Regions from separate parts of the Mus musculus genome. Here region 2 is linked to region 1. The links are chromatin contacts, called in public Hi-C maps. All regions are on one chromosome and are shown on one strand. Each heading gives the region's core, a stretch centred on a gene start, on an enhancer-like site or on the middle of the called end of the contact. The rest is flanking DNA. Distances are from core to core; before and after follow the strand shown.

Evidence for each region. Hi-C and Micro-C count contacts between places; a contact is called where the count stands out from the background.
Region 2: a contact with region 1 is called in a Hi-C map of the N1E-115 cell line, with 3 times the contacts expected there. The contact joins two enhancer-like sites. A contact is called at or near these places in 4 of 484 Hi-C or Micro-C datasets (the N1E-115 cell line, Th1 cells, embryonic fibroblasts and 1 more).

Annotation. Positions count from the first base shown.
Region 1 is chr9:23,062,467-23,065,863 of GRCm38.p6, reverse strand. All of the region lies in intron 7 of Gm36743 (a long non-coding RNA gene), which reads right to left. Among named protein-coding and RNA genes, the nearest start is that of Gm36743, 68 kb to the right of the region's middle. Within about 2 kb of position 1,578, at least 19 of the 459 cell types and tissues checked have an H3K27ac peak or open chromatin away from gene starts, as enhancers often do. A contact at or near this core is called in the N1E-115 cell line, where this site is marked.
Region 2 is chr9:23,132,871-23,136,267 of GRCm38.p6, reverse strand. The region is part of intron 7 of Gm36743 (a long non-coding RNA gene); the gene reads right to left. Among named protein-coding and RNA genes, the nearest start is that of Bmper, 89 kb to the left of the region's middle. Within about 2 kb of position 1,832, at least 14 of the 459 cell types and tissues checked have an H3K27ac peak or open chromatin away from gene starts, as enhancers often do. A contact at or near this core is called in the N1E-115 cell line, where this site is marked.

The DNA.
Region 1 (3,397 bases), core at 329-2,828:
AGTCTCTCTGAGACTTGATTTAGAAAGGTGAGAACTTACTAAAGTCAAGGTCATGGGCTAGATTTATTGTCTGCTCCAAGATCTCTAGATCCAGGCCAGACACAGCTCAAGGAAGGAAGCTGCAGGGCTGAACACCATCTCTACTTTGTGTCTGGCAATGGAGCTCCTATCCTATACTGGGCTTGATTGACAGTTGGCAGACATCCCAGCCTCGTCCACCACCTTCTGGGGAGTTGAATTCAGCCCTCTGTTCCTTTTTGCAGATTACCAAATTTCACTAGTTCCCACACTCTTCATTTTCTGAAGGTCAGTTGGTCAGAATTTAACACGGAAACCTATCCGTGTATCTATCAAGCGCTGCTCTGCTCAGTCGTTCTTCCAATATTGTCAGAATGTTTGCGTGATCTAACAATGATCTGAGACAACTCCTCTGGAAGTGAATTGGACAAGGATAAAATTTGGAAGTGGATGGGATTGGGTGATTTCTGGGGTTCGTTTATGTACAAATAATGTATGAGAATTGTTTCTGCCACAATACCTTCACTTCTAAACTTACTGTAACAAGGGGGAAAAAAATCTTACTTGTGTTAGTGGAAGCAAGCAAAAAACCAGCATGCTTTGCAACTGAACCCTTGAGTTTTGATTTTTTTTTTTCTTTAAGTTTTGATTTCTAAGGTGTTGTAGGCCATTGGTCCTTGAATTGAAGTGCTCAGCAGACAGTGGGAAGCATGCGGAGAAAACAAGGGTCAGCGCCTACACTGATCCTCAGTGGAGCAAACTCCAGTCTATACTGGAACTGAATTTGTCTCTAAGGCTTTACACAACATTTGGTCTCAGCAGCTGAACTCTTACAGACACATCTGCTCTGCTGTGTTTCAGGACAACTGGAAATGAAACTAAAACTGAGTCTTAGAGTAGTCTGAAAACATACTTGTTTTTAATTGATGTCTTAACATTTGTATCTGGAAGGAAGTATATTCTAACTGTTAAAATTGATTAACGTCATGAGTTCTAATCTCTTCTACTACTGCCAATGACCATATGAAGCTTTTGATTTTCTTTAAACTAAAAGTGGTCTTGTTTTTCATTCACACCGAGTGCTACCGCCCTGGAATTGCTCGTGTACATGTTAGCATTTGAAATGGGATGTTTCAGCCATGAGCAACCACGCTATCACAGAGTCGAGACACAAGCTGGAACCCTCAGGCTTCCCTGGCTTCTCATTTTACCAGCAAGGAAAAGAGAAAATAACTTTTCTCTAAATAGCATATTTAAGAGCAAAGTGCCTTGCCGTGTGCTTGTTAGCTGAGAATATGAACACTGAATGTGCTGGCTGGTCACTTTCTAGTTTCTAACATGGCAACTTGAAGACATTTTTTCCATGGCTCTCTTCCCAACAGAATATGAATAAAACTCTGCTACCAAGTCATGGCCATGGGGTCAGATGCTGGTCCACATCGCTGCTCAGCATAAGGTTCACCCAGGCACAGTTCTGCTTGGAGAAACCCTGTGTCTCCTAGGGACCTGAAGAGGAGCCAGCAAATGAAGAGCCCCTGTTCTGCCCTTCCTCCCCAGCAAAGCATCTGGCAGACATCATTAATCAACCAGAGAATCTTGGCCAATAAGAGTGTTCTACCATCCTCCCCAGCAGTACACATGGCAGACATCATTAATCAGCTGGAAATCTTGCCCAATAAGAATCTTTCTCAACATAGAATTCCAGGCATACTACTAATCAGCTGAATTTGGCACAAATCCTATTTATCTCTCCAGCTTTAAAACAAAGGTGATCTATTCATTTAACACAGCGCTGTTGGAGGTAGTGAGACACTGGAGAAAACTCACGGGCTCACACTTACAGGACTTCCAACCTCAGCTCTGGCACTCAGTTGGCTGTGTGAGTTTATTTGAGCAAGTCGCATAACCTCTCTCTGTCTTGGTTTGCTCTCTGTTTAAGAAAGGGTTGTAACATCCAACAAGATTACTGTGGATAATAAACAAAATAGCAAGTCCTAGGCAGACAGTGTGATGACTGAAATTTAGTATGTGTTTAACAAACGCTAATTCTTTCTTTATCCAGCATTAACCATACAAGGAGTTGTGTATCTCACACAGAGCTTCAAATTCTCTCCTTGGTCTCTTCTATCAATCCACCTCCCCAGTTTCTGGCCTTCAGCTGTGTATACTAGAATCCTCAGCTAAGCAAAACCTTAAGAAATGCTGAACTAGTTATGACCATTTGGGTAGGTTGAAGAATTAAATATAGACAAAGAAGTGTCTACCAGTCAATTTGAACAACAATTCAGTCACATACAAATGCCCCACAGGTTAGGTGGAATAAATGTCTTCTCCTCTCACTGTCTTCTCAGTTCATGATTGACTTATCAGGATGCAATCCCTTGGTAAGTTAAGCAGAATTGGTATAAGCATCAACCTTGTGTGGGTGAATGTGCCACCTATCCAACAACTAAACCCCAAGGAGTGTGTGCATGTCACCAAAGCAAAGTGAAGACACAAAGACCCATGCAGCTTCACCATTTCCAGGCTATTTCTTGCCAAAACCTTCACTTGTGGTCTGGTGACAATGGATCTTTTGCTCAGCAACTCAGCTTACCATGCCATCTGGCTCCATTTCCTTCCTTGGGGACAAATAGCACTGCCCCCAGCTTGCTCCCTCCCACCAGCGGCCTGATCCCAGGGCAGATATCAGCCCTCACTGAATCCACCAGCTTAGAAAATTGAAGAATCAACAAAAAGAGGAGTCTGCAACCTTGATCTCCTTCCAAACAGCAACACGGCTGTTTGGGCTGGGCAGTCAGGAGCCATGAATGTAATCCTGACCAGTGCTGAGATTAAACCCATGAATGACTTGGCTCGAGCTTTTGTGAAAGATCAGAACTGTGTAGCATAGCAGTGTTTACAGGTTTATAGATCTGCCTGGGGCACCCAATGCCCTCGACTATGATTTATTATTACAGGACAGAGATTATCTCAGACTGCGCTGGAAATGGATCTTGGCTGAGTTATTTAACTCAGCGGATGCAATGTGTGAGAGTTGATGGCCTTGTTTCTCAATTTGTCAGTTGTAAAGGGAGTCCCTGAGGCTCAATTTCAGACCCAGTATTGTTTACATAGCCCAGCAATAATACATCACATGTGGCAAAATATTACAAATTCATTTTTATGCTGATGATACGGCCCATGCATAATAGCAGCTAATGTGCTTCTCCTTTTATTTGAAATTGCAGCAGTCTCTAAAGGCACAAAGGGCCTTTTGTGTTTTGAACCATAAAGAAGAGAAAGTATATGACAGTTTTTAGAAGGACTAATGAAGGGTTTGATCTGGCTCGGCTGCCATCTGTAAAACAGGCCTATTATAGTAGTTACGGCCATTATA
Region 2 (3,397 bases), core at 583-3,082, 70 kb before region 1:
CCTCTTTAACTTTCGTTTCATACTGTCCCTTCCATGATTGTGACAAAATATTTAAGGCCAAATGTTGCTGTCTATGCTACTTTGTGGCTTCTTTCTTCCTCTCCACCCCTTTTCTCCCACCCTTTCAATCCCCTAACACTAGATAGGAGAGAAAAAAGGATAGAGGGAAAAGGAAAGAGATCTCTGAATAAAGTCAGGGGTTAGAAACTGGGGGGGGGGGGCGCTACATTATTGTCAGACTGCTTCCTGCTGATTAGGGGTGTCAAGTTCCTCGGGCCAAGTTTGATCTTTGCCATCAGAATATCTAATTTCTTCTTGTTGTTGTTTCTTTGCACATAACTACTTAAGAAACCATGACCAAGAGAAACCAACAAAAACAAACAACACACACACCACCTACTTCTTGGAGCACTAACATTTACATATCCTCTGAAAAATCCCCAGAATTCTAACCATCACACCATCACAGAAACTCCACCCCTGCTAGAGCACGAGGCAAATCACAGTCAACTGCTGTGGATGATCTGAAGCAGCCCCACATCCTACACCTGCGATTAAAATGAAAACTTAAAATATCTCTGTGTTTTTTAAAAGAAACCTAAATTTCCAAAATTGTCACGGCAGATGGGTGTTTTCTAACAAGAGGAGGCCTGTTTGCCTCATTGTTTAGGGGCTGAAAGTCTAAGAATCAGGGGCACATATGACTGGATTTTATGGAGTGCCCCACTGTGAGTAACATCACAGTGTAGAAACTGGCAGGGAAGTGATCAAATAGGAAGATAGGATGCCCCTAGCAGCCCTCTGTCTGGGACCAGCAGCCACTAGATCCCAGTACTTCCTAATGTCACTTCCTAATGTCCCCTAGCAGCCCTCTGTCTGGGACCAGCAGCCACTAGATCCCAGTACTTCGCAATGCCACTATGCTGGGCACTAAGTATCCAACATAGATAACAAGGGAAAGGGCCTTCTCTCCTGCAAACCAATGGATGAATGATCCCCACCCTTAAGTTTACAACCTGGTCTTAACACTCTTAACACTGCCTTTAAGGCAGCCACAGCAGGTACCTTTGGAGTAGAGCATTGCCACCCCTGTAATTTTGGGTATGACACCTAAAAATTCCTCTTTGGTAAACTAGAATGTAATATACATATTTGATATTAATCATTAAACTAATGGAAGTCATGCATAGGAGAGCCTTTCCCCCACCCCAGTTCTCACCATCAGCACACAGTGTCTGGCACGCTGTGCTGTGAGACCTTAAAATGGGGTTGGGGGGCGGCTTAGCTGTTACTACAGAAAAGTTAATCCTCAGACTGACAGGGTTCACACTGTCCCTGGCAGTGACTGCAGATTTTATCATAGACCTCTGGCAACGTCGCCTAATATAACTGTGGCCACTTTTGCTCATTTGTAAAGGACACTACCCAGACCCAGAGGCCGGGGCCCCACATGAAAGCAGTTATTACAGTGGGTCGCTGGGGTTCATTTTCCCTAGGCAACAATGAAACTGCATTAACAAGCATTCACAGGGCAAAGCATACGCAATGAACATTAGAACTTTGCAGAAATAATAACCTCTTAAAGAGACAAGCCGCTCTGCAGGCCTGCCCTGGGGATCATAGATTCTGTCCATGCTAAGCTGGCTGGAGCCAGCACAGGAAGGCAGAAGTGTGCTGCGCAGCAATGTACACCTTCATTCAGGGACACCTGAGCTCCAGCCGCTGAGAAGTTGCAGACACCCTTCAGATGCTGTTTGCTAAAGATGCCTTGCCTGTTCAGACTCTCGTGCCTCTTCTCCATCCCCACTCAGCATCCTTCCCCGACTGAATCTGATATTCTTTGAGCTTCCCACCCACACTCTCTGAATATTAGTGTTGGAATGGGTAGAATAAACAGAGCTGATTAAACATTTACCCCCAAGTCTTTGGATCACAAACTCAAACCATCAGAAACAAGAGACCAACAAAAAAGACTAACTGGGTAGACCTGACTCAAATGACAGGCATCAAAGGCTTCAAAAATGCTCAGTGGGTTGGCTCATCAGCAAGGAAAGGGACGGGACGGTGCCAGTGAATTGGATACAGAGAGCTTCACATGGTGCCCTAAGCCTGGCTAAGAGGTGAATATGTGAAATATTCAGTACAGATTCTTCCCAGCTAACCCATAGGGACATCTGTTTCAACACTTATCTGAGATGTGGATCCATTTAGAGAATTTCACTAACAGAACTAAGATGGCTCCACAGATAAGAATACATAGTATTAGTGGTAGTGTGAATGAGAATGGCCACATAGGCTCAAATATTTGAATGTTTGGTTCACAGTTGGTAAAAATCAGTTTGGGAAGTATTGGAAGGTGTGTCCTTGTTTTAGGGGTGGTCCTTGTTGGAGGAGGTGTGGCCATGTTGGAAGAAGTGTGTCATTGGTGGTGGACTTTGAGGTCTCAGAAGCCCAAGTCATTCTCACTTAGTTCTATCTGTCTGGTCTTTATGGGTCATTATCTAAGTCCTCAACTACTTCTTCAGGGCTATGTCTGCCAGCAAGCCACCATTCTCACCTCCATGATGGTCATGGACTCACTCTCTGAAAGTCTAAGGCCCCCTTAAATGCTTTCTTCTGTATGTTACTTTGGTCATGATGTCTCCACACTGACAGGAAAATAACTAAGACACTGTTCTTACAGATCACCTGAGTTCAGTTCCCTGCACTCATGTGCACAGCACACACACATACACAATAATAAAACAAGTCTAAAATAATATTTTATCCATCTGAGACAGCTCATGTCTTCTTCAGGATGACTGTAATTGCTTCCATTCACACAGTTTCTTTAAGGCTTCTGACAGTTGAAACTGTCCACGATATTAAGGGCACTTGCTTCAGCATCTAGGATCAGGCAGAAATTGAATGTACATGGGGGGGACTGAAAAATGAAAGACAAATCTCTTGCCTCCATGGAACTTATGGTCTGGCTGCAGAGATAAAAGTTAGTTGAAAATCACTGATGGGTGTATACTAAAGCCTTGATGTTTCCTTCAAGTGAGGACAGACCAATGGCACAGTGCCACTTAAGTTTTGGGAGAGGAGAGAGGATATCACCTAGACCCGTGGCATAGCACCAGCTAAGATTTAGGAGACAAGAGCATGTATCACCTGGCAATGCTCATTGGAAGAAGCTATGATAACCTGAGAGTATGAAGATGTTTAGGGACTAATTCTTAGAAGGGAACAGGGGCAAACATGCCTATGTAGGTGCTAGTTTGTTTGCTACTTTATTGTGTTCTTATATCTACCACCCTTCCAATCAGTATTCCACCCCAATCCCTTCCACACAGACTAGGTAGGACAGAAAAAATGTTAGAGGGGAAAGGGAGTATAGACCTTTGGACTACTTCCT